Linked DNA regions of Mus musculus: region 1 is linked to region 2. A link is a contact called in public Hi-C data. All regions are on one chromosome and are shown on one strand. Each heading gives the region's core, a stretch centred on a gene start, on an enhancer-like site or on the middle of the called end of the contact. The rest is flanking DNA. Distances are from core to core; before and after follow the strand shown. Region 1 overlaps Ttll11 (tubulin tyrosine ligase-like family, member 11). Region 2 overlaps Ttll11 (tubulin tyrosine ligase-like family, member 11).

Evidence for each region. Hi-C and Micro-C count contacts between places; a contact is called where the count stands out from the background.
Region 1: a Hi-C map of cerebral cortex shows a contact between it and region 2, with 1.8 times the contacts expected there. The contact joins two enhancer-like sites. A contact is called at or near these places in 1 of 15 datasets of contacts at CTCF or cohesin (large pre-B cells), 7 of 484 Hi-C or Micro-C datasets (the G1E-ER4 cell line, cerebral cortex, embryonic stem cells and 3 more) and 2 of 115 datasets of contacts at active chromatin or transcription factors (the 230-238 cell line and embryonic stem cells).

The regions. Positions count from the first base shown.
Region 1 is chr2:35,927,035-35,929,845 of GRCm38.p6, forward strand. The region is part of intron 3 of Ttll11 (tubulin tyrosine ligase-like family, member 11); the gene reads right to left. Among named protein-coding and RNA genes, the nearest start is that of Gm35396, 45 kb to the left of the region's middle. Within about 2 kb of position 1,312, at least 12 of the 459 cell types and tissues checked have an H3K27ac peak or open chromatin away from gene starts, as enhancers often do. A contact at or near this core is called in cerebral cortex, where this site is marked.
Region 2 is chr2:35,766,959-35,769,919 of GRCm38.p6, forward strand. The region is part of intron 9 of Ttll11 (tubulin tyrosine ligase-like family, member 11); the gene reads right to left. Among named protein-coding and RNA genes, the nearest start is that of 9030204H09Rik, 51 kb to the right of the region's middle. Within about 2 kb of position 1,378, at least 37 of the 459 cell types and tissues checked have an H3K27ac peak or open chromatin away from gene starts, as enhancers often do. A contact at or near this core is called in cerebral cortex, where this site is marked.

The sequences.
Region 1 (2,811 bases), core at 62-2,561, 160 kb after region 2:
AGCACCATGACCAACGGCAGCTTGGGGAGGAAAGGGTTTATTTGATCTTACAGCTTGTAGTCTATTCATCCTGGGACGTCAGGTCAGAAACCCAGAGGCAAGGGCTGGTGCAGAGGGCATGGAGGAACACTACTTATGGATCTCCTCCTCCTGGCTTGGACAGCCTGCTTTATTATGCCCCTCAGGATCGCCTGTCCAGGGGCAGCACCACATCAATCAATAATCAAATAGTGCCCTACAGATTTGCTAACAGGCCAATCTCACAGGGGCATTTCCTCAATTGATGACTCTAGCTTGTGTCAAGTTCATATAAAACTAACCAGGACACTCAGTGCCCTCCACTGAAAGCAAAGATTCATTCTTTGGATACTGGGTATTAAAAAAATCACCCAGTAAATGTCTGCTAAGACTAAGGGAAAACAGGCCTGAGTCCAGTGTGTGTCCAAGTCCTGGCTACATGTCATCAGAAGCCAAGGGATGCTGGGAAGTTACTCAACATTCAGAACCTTAGCTTCCTCCCATGTAAAGAATGAGAACATGATTTCATGGAAAGACAGATCAGAACCTCAACTTCTCAAGTGAAAGAAAGATGGATGGATGGATGGATGGATGGATGGATGGATAGATGGATGGATAGATGGGTAAGCATATGGATGGATGGATGGATGGATGGATGGATGGATGGATAGATGGATGGATAGATGGGTAAGCATATGGATGGATGGATGGATGGATGGATGGATGGATGGATGGATAAGCGGATGGATGGATGGATGGATGGATGGATGGATGGATAAGCATATGGATGGATGGATGGATGGATGAATGTGTGGATGGACAGATGGATGCATGGACAGATGAATGGATGGGTAAGCAAAAGGATGGAGGGATGAGTGGGTAGATGGATGGATATGAATGGATGGATGCTCATCCTCCCAGCCTAGAAACCCAAGAGCAAGGACATTTCCAACCTGTTTTGTAGCTTTAGCACTTGGTACTAGGTAGGTCTCAGGAAATGCCTGCCTACCACAAGGTCTCGGTACATGTGCACAGTGGAAGTTACATATGCCTGTTTACATATACAAGAGCACAAGCCGACCACTCCAACCTCTCATCTCTGCTTTTACAAGTGGCAGGTGATGGGAGCAGCCAACGCCAAATGAAGATTAAAAACAGGCCTGTGTGAAAAGCCCAAAGTAGGCAGTGCAGGCAGCATGAGTCCGGTGCCAGCTGACGCTTGGGCTAAGGCATGGGACAGGCAGACTTTCTCACGTCCAGAGAGGAGCAGCAACTTGAGCTGGAGATGATGTCATCACCCTAGGAAATGCACCAGCTGGTGAGCAAGGGACACAGGGACAGCATGCGCCATTTCACTGGGAGGAGGATGGCAATCTATTTTTGGAAATAAGAAGAGAAAAGTTGAAGCAGATGGAGAGAGAGGAAGCCATGCCTTTGGATCATCTGATTCTTCTGACATCTGGTTCCCCTCGCTTCTGTCTCCAGTCTTTTACTCACTGGACACTGCCGCCATGGGCCCCAGCCTCTAAGGATGTTGTGTGCCAAAAGCAGATGACATCCCATTGTTTATGTCCACTCCCTCCTGCTGTAGAAGGGAAAGAGGCACGTGACCAGGTAGAGGCTGAGACAAGACCTGGGCAGGGTGGCCAGTGAGTGACTACCTGGGCCTCTCGCTGGATGGAAGTATTTTGGTAAGTCTCCTCTGGCCCAAGTGTGTTGTACATTCTTGGGAGGCAGGTCAAGTCATGCTGACCAGACAGGCCAACTTCAATGGCTAACCTCCCAAGAGATAAAACCTTTCAATTAGACCAATGTACTTGACTGTCTACTGTGTGCTGATGATCAGTCAGACCCATCAGACCTCCTAGTAGGACAAAGAGAGAAGGAAACGTAGTCATACGTATCGTAAAGAAAACAGCTCAATGCCCTAGACATGGGCAGCAGAGCAGGCGTGGTAGAGAAAGAAAAGGCTTGCCCGGAGTTTAAAGAATTATCAAAGTTGAGCCAGGTGGAGAGGAACATGCCTGGCCATTGGAAGGTAGGAGGGCCAAGTTCAAAGCCATCTTCAGCTACCTAACAAATTCAAGGCCAGCCTTCTTCATGAGACCCTGTTTCAAAACAACATGAAGATAGAAAGGAAAACAAGAATTAACATCAGTCCTGTGAAATAAGACAGCGTTGGGGACTGAAGGAGACATGAAGGATGAAGTCCACAGGTCTAGGCAAAAACATGCCACAAAGAGCGATCGAGGAGCCGATACCTAAAACCCCAGCACGGTGCTGTAGAAATCACCCAGTCGGTCAAGTGCTTGACTTGTAAGCGGGGAGACTTGAATTCAACCCCTAGAATTCAGTTTTTAAAAATGGGCACAGAGGGCCCACATGACATGTGATGTCAGCACCAGGGAGGCAGAGGCAGATGTTTCTTTGGAGCTTGTTAGCCAGCCTGCCCTGGTTGGTCAGTGAGAAACTGCACCCCACAAAGGCAGATGTGCCTGACTGATGACACTGAGGTTGCCCTCTGACCTATACATGTATGTTCATGGGTGTGTGTGAGCACATACACACACAGTAGGCCACAAAGTACTGAAGAAGCGGGGGTTGGGACTGTGGAGGTGAGGCTGCAGGGGTCGGTAGGACAAGTTTAAACTTACTACCTAGTGGGGCCTCCCAGCCAGGCAGATCAGAATACTGTCTCCATGAAGGAAAATGTTCTGGCTTCACTCATGGCTGTGGTAAAACACCCCTGGCAACATGGCGGGTGGGGGTCGGGAGACGACGGTGTTTTGGGCT
Region 2 (2,961 bases), core at 128-2,627:
ACCTGCCCTCCTGCCTCCGAAACTGCCTAATAGAGACCAGGTCAGCCCTGCATTCCCCTGACTGAAACTCAGGAGGGAATCCACACTCTCCTAAGTCCCTCATCCCTTTCTCTAGTGGGTTTGAACAGCAGTGTTCCCTTCCTACCATTCCACCCCATTCTGTCTCCAGAACACTCTCTAGGCCTACAATGCCCTGTCCCTGCATCCCGCCTGGTGACTCGTTGCATCTTTCTAATCTCAGTTGCTATTGACCATAGTGAGTTTATTTTTTTCAGTTGCACCTCCCTGATCCACCTCCTGAGAGAAATCACTCTATGCTATGCTCATTGAAAGGTATTTTCTTTTACAGAATTATATCTATCTATCTATCTATCTATCTATCTATCTATCTATCTATCTATAATACTTAGGTTACAGGAAGTTTTCTGTGTTACATGTCTGCCTGGCTGCTCTGAGCAACACCTGTGTGACACACAGCACAACTGTCATCCTACTTGGGCTATCAGTCACTATGCATGAAGACGGGAAGTGCCTCAGGTAGGCTCTGTGTGTGTGTGTGTGTGTGTGTGTGTGTGTGTGTGTGTGTGTGTGTATGTATGTATGTGTAACCAATGTGTCTGGCCTGGAGAAGACACCTGTGAATTAAGCTCCCTTCCTGATTTCATTAAGTCACCAGAGGGACCCAAGCTTGATGGGACAGCGTGTCCCTTGCAGGGCAGCTGCATAGACTCCATACACCCATGTGGTGGCCCTCTACACCCCAAGATGGTGGGTGGTGCCCTTTTACCTAGCTGCACCTTTGAGAATTTAGAGAAGCTGAAGGCTGGGCCTCGGGGGAGAAGGTGGGCTGTAGGGGTGATGTCCACTCACAAGGGGTCCCAGCCCTGTCCTCAAGGAGACAACCCCGAGGCGCTCTTCAGAGCCTGCCTGTCACTTGAGAGGTGAAAGGAGGTAGATCAGTGTCAGAAGATGGAGCAGTGGGTTCCAGCTTGACTCGCATTAGAACGTCACATGGAGCTCAGAGGCAGGAAGGGAAATGCTCCTTTATGCTGGAGTTTATTTTTGTCACCCTGTCAGAGAGAAATTGCAGCCCTGGGGGCATTGGAGCTGCACAGAATTACCCAAAACATTAACATGCAAATTGCCTTCTTTAGAGAAGGTAATTTTATTAGTGCACGAAAATCTGAAAAACCAGTTTCTTTCTTGTACGGTGCCTGGGCACAATCCTGTCCTGGAGCGCACTGGGGAAAGTGAGGAGAGACTTGAACTTTAGGATTTTGTCATCTTCTCTAGTCACACACCCTTAGCATGGCAGCTGGTGGCTGCCAGGTGGTGCTGCCCGGGATGGAGAGAGCAAGTGACTGCCTCGAGATCCATCCCACGTGCCTCAGAGAGCCCGAGGAGTGCCTAAGGAGTGCCTGGAAACCACTGTGGGGACTGGAAGCCTCCGCTCTGAGAACCAAGAGCCGCCTGTTCCTGTGGACGCTTAGTCACATCTATTTTAGAGCACATCTACTTCACAGAACTAAGTCACAGGCCCCCAAAGAGAACCAGGATCTGGCAGGAAGGCACTTGTGGGTATCAGAGGGGAGGGAAGGGAAGGGGAGGGGAGGGGAGAGGAGGAGAGGGGAGGAGAGGGGAGGGGAGGGAGTGCTGGGGCTGATATCAGGGATGGGCACTGCAGGAACTCTTAGGCAGGAAGGGTTTCACAGGGTCTGGTCAAGGCTGTTAAAATGGTGGGAATGGGAGGAATTCCGGGCAGGCAGAAACATCTGAGCAGGGGGGTAGAGATGGGGACCAGCAGTCTATAATAAAGGTGCCCATGGCAGGGGAAAATGGTGGAGGGATGGGGGATGGGAATGCAGAGAGTGCAGACAGCCAGCAGAGGTGCCTTCAAAGGCTGCTCTTTCACTCTGCTGTTGCCCAGTTTGTAACCTGTAGAGCTTGCTTAGAACAGAAAGAAAGAATTCCATGCCCCATGGGATTTTAGGAGGGAGGGGGTTTTCCCAGCCCAAGGGTGCCAAAATGACAGAAGGTTCTATGAGGCTGCGATTACATAAGGCTCCCTCCTCTTTTTAAGCAGTGAACAGGAAAAGCAGGGGCAGAGACGCCCACAGCCACCAAGAAGCTGCTGGGTGATGTCAGGTCTGCCCCAGCAGGGATGTGCACTCTTCCTGGGAGGCTCCACAACCTCCCTCACCCTCACCTGGATGGCAGCTGTGGCGCATAGCCATGGTGGGGGTACAGGGAACTTCTGAGAGACTCAGTGGTTGTCTTTTCTGAAGCCCAAGGGGGTAATGGTGTTGCTATTGGCATTTGGAGCTGAGTAGCTCTTTGCTGGGGCTGCCCAGGACATCATGGGGGTTTAGCAGTATCCCCAGCCACTGCCTGCTAGATGCTGGTGACAGTTCTGCCCACAGTGGTGACCAGACACGCTCACACCCTGGGAGAACTTGGGGCTCGGGCTTTAAGCCCTGTGACTTTCTGTTCCAGTGGAATGAATGCACACTTGAGAAGGAAACCTTGGCACTGTGCTCTCTGCTGGAGACCTTGGTCTAGCTGGGACCCTCCGAGAGCCCACGTGCAGACCGATCAGATAGCACTTTTGAGTTTTAGGACGCCCAGCTTTATCGCAAGATTCCACAGAAAGCCTCTGCCAGTGATTCGTGAGACACATTCATGGTAGGTGCTGACTGATGGAGCTGAGTGTGCCCAAGTTCCAGGTGGGGGCCGTGCATTCATGGAAGAGGCTCCCGGGGCCCCACGGTAGTCCAGGCTGGCCTTATACTTGTGATCCTCCTGCCTCATCCTCGCAGGTCACCATTGTGTCAATGTCGGCATCTGGTGGGTTATCTTCCCCACCCAAGTGGAAGGCTCTTGTGGTTTGGATGTAGAATAAACCTGGCTTGTGACCTGACACAAGCTAGAGTCCTCAGAGAGTCAATTGAGAAACTGCATCCA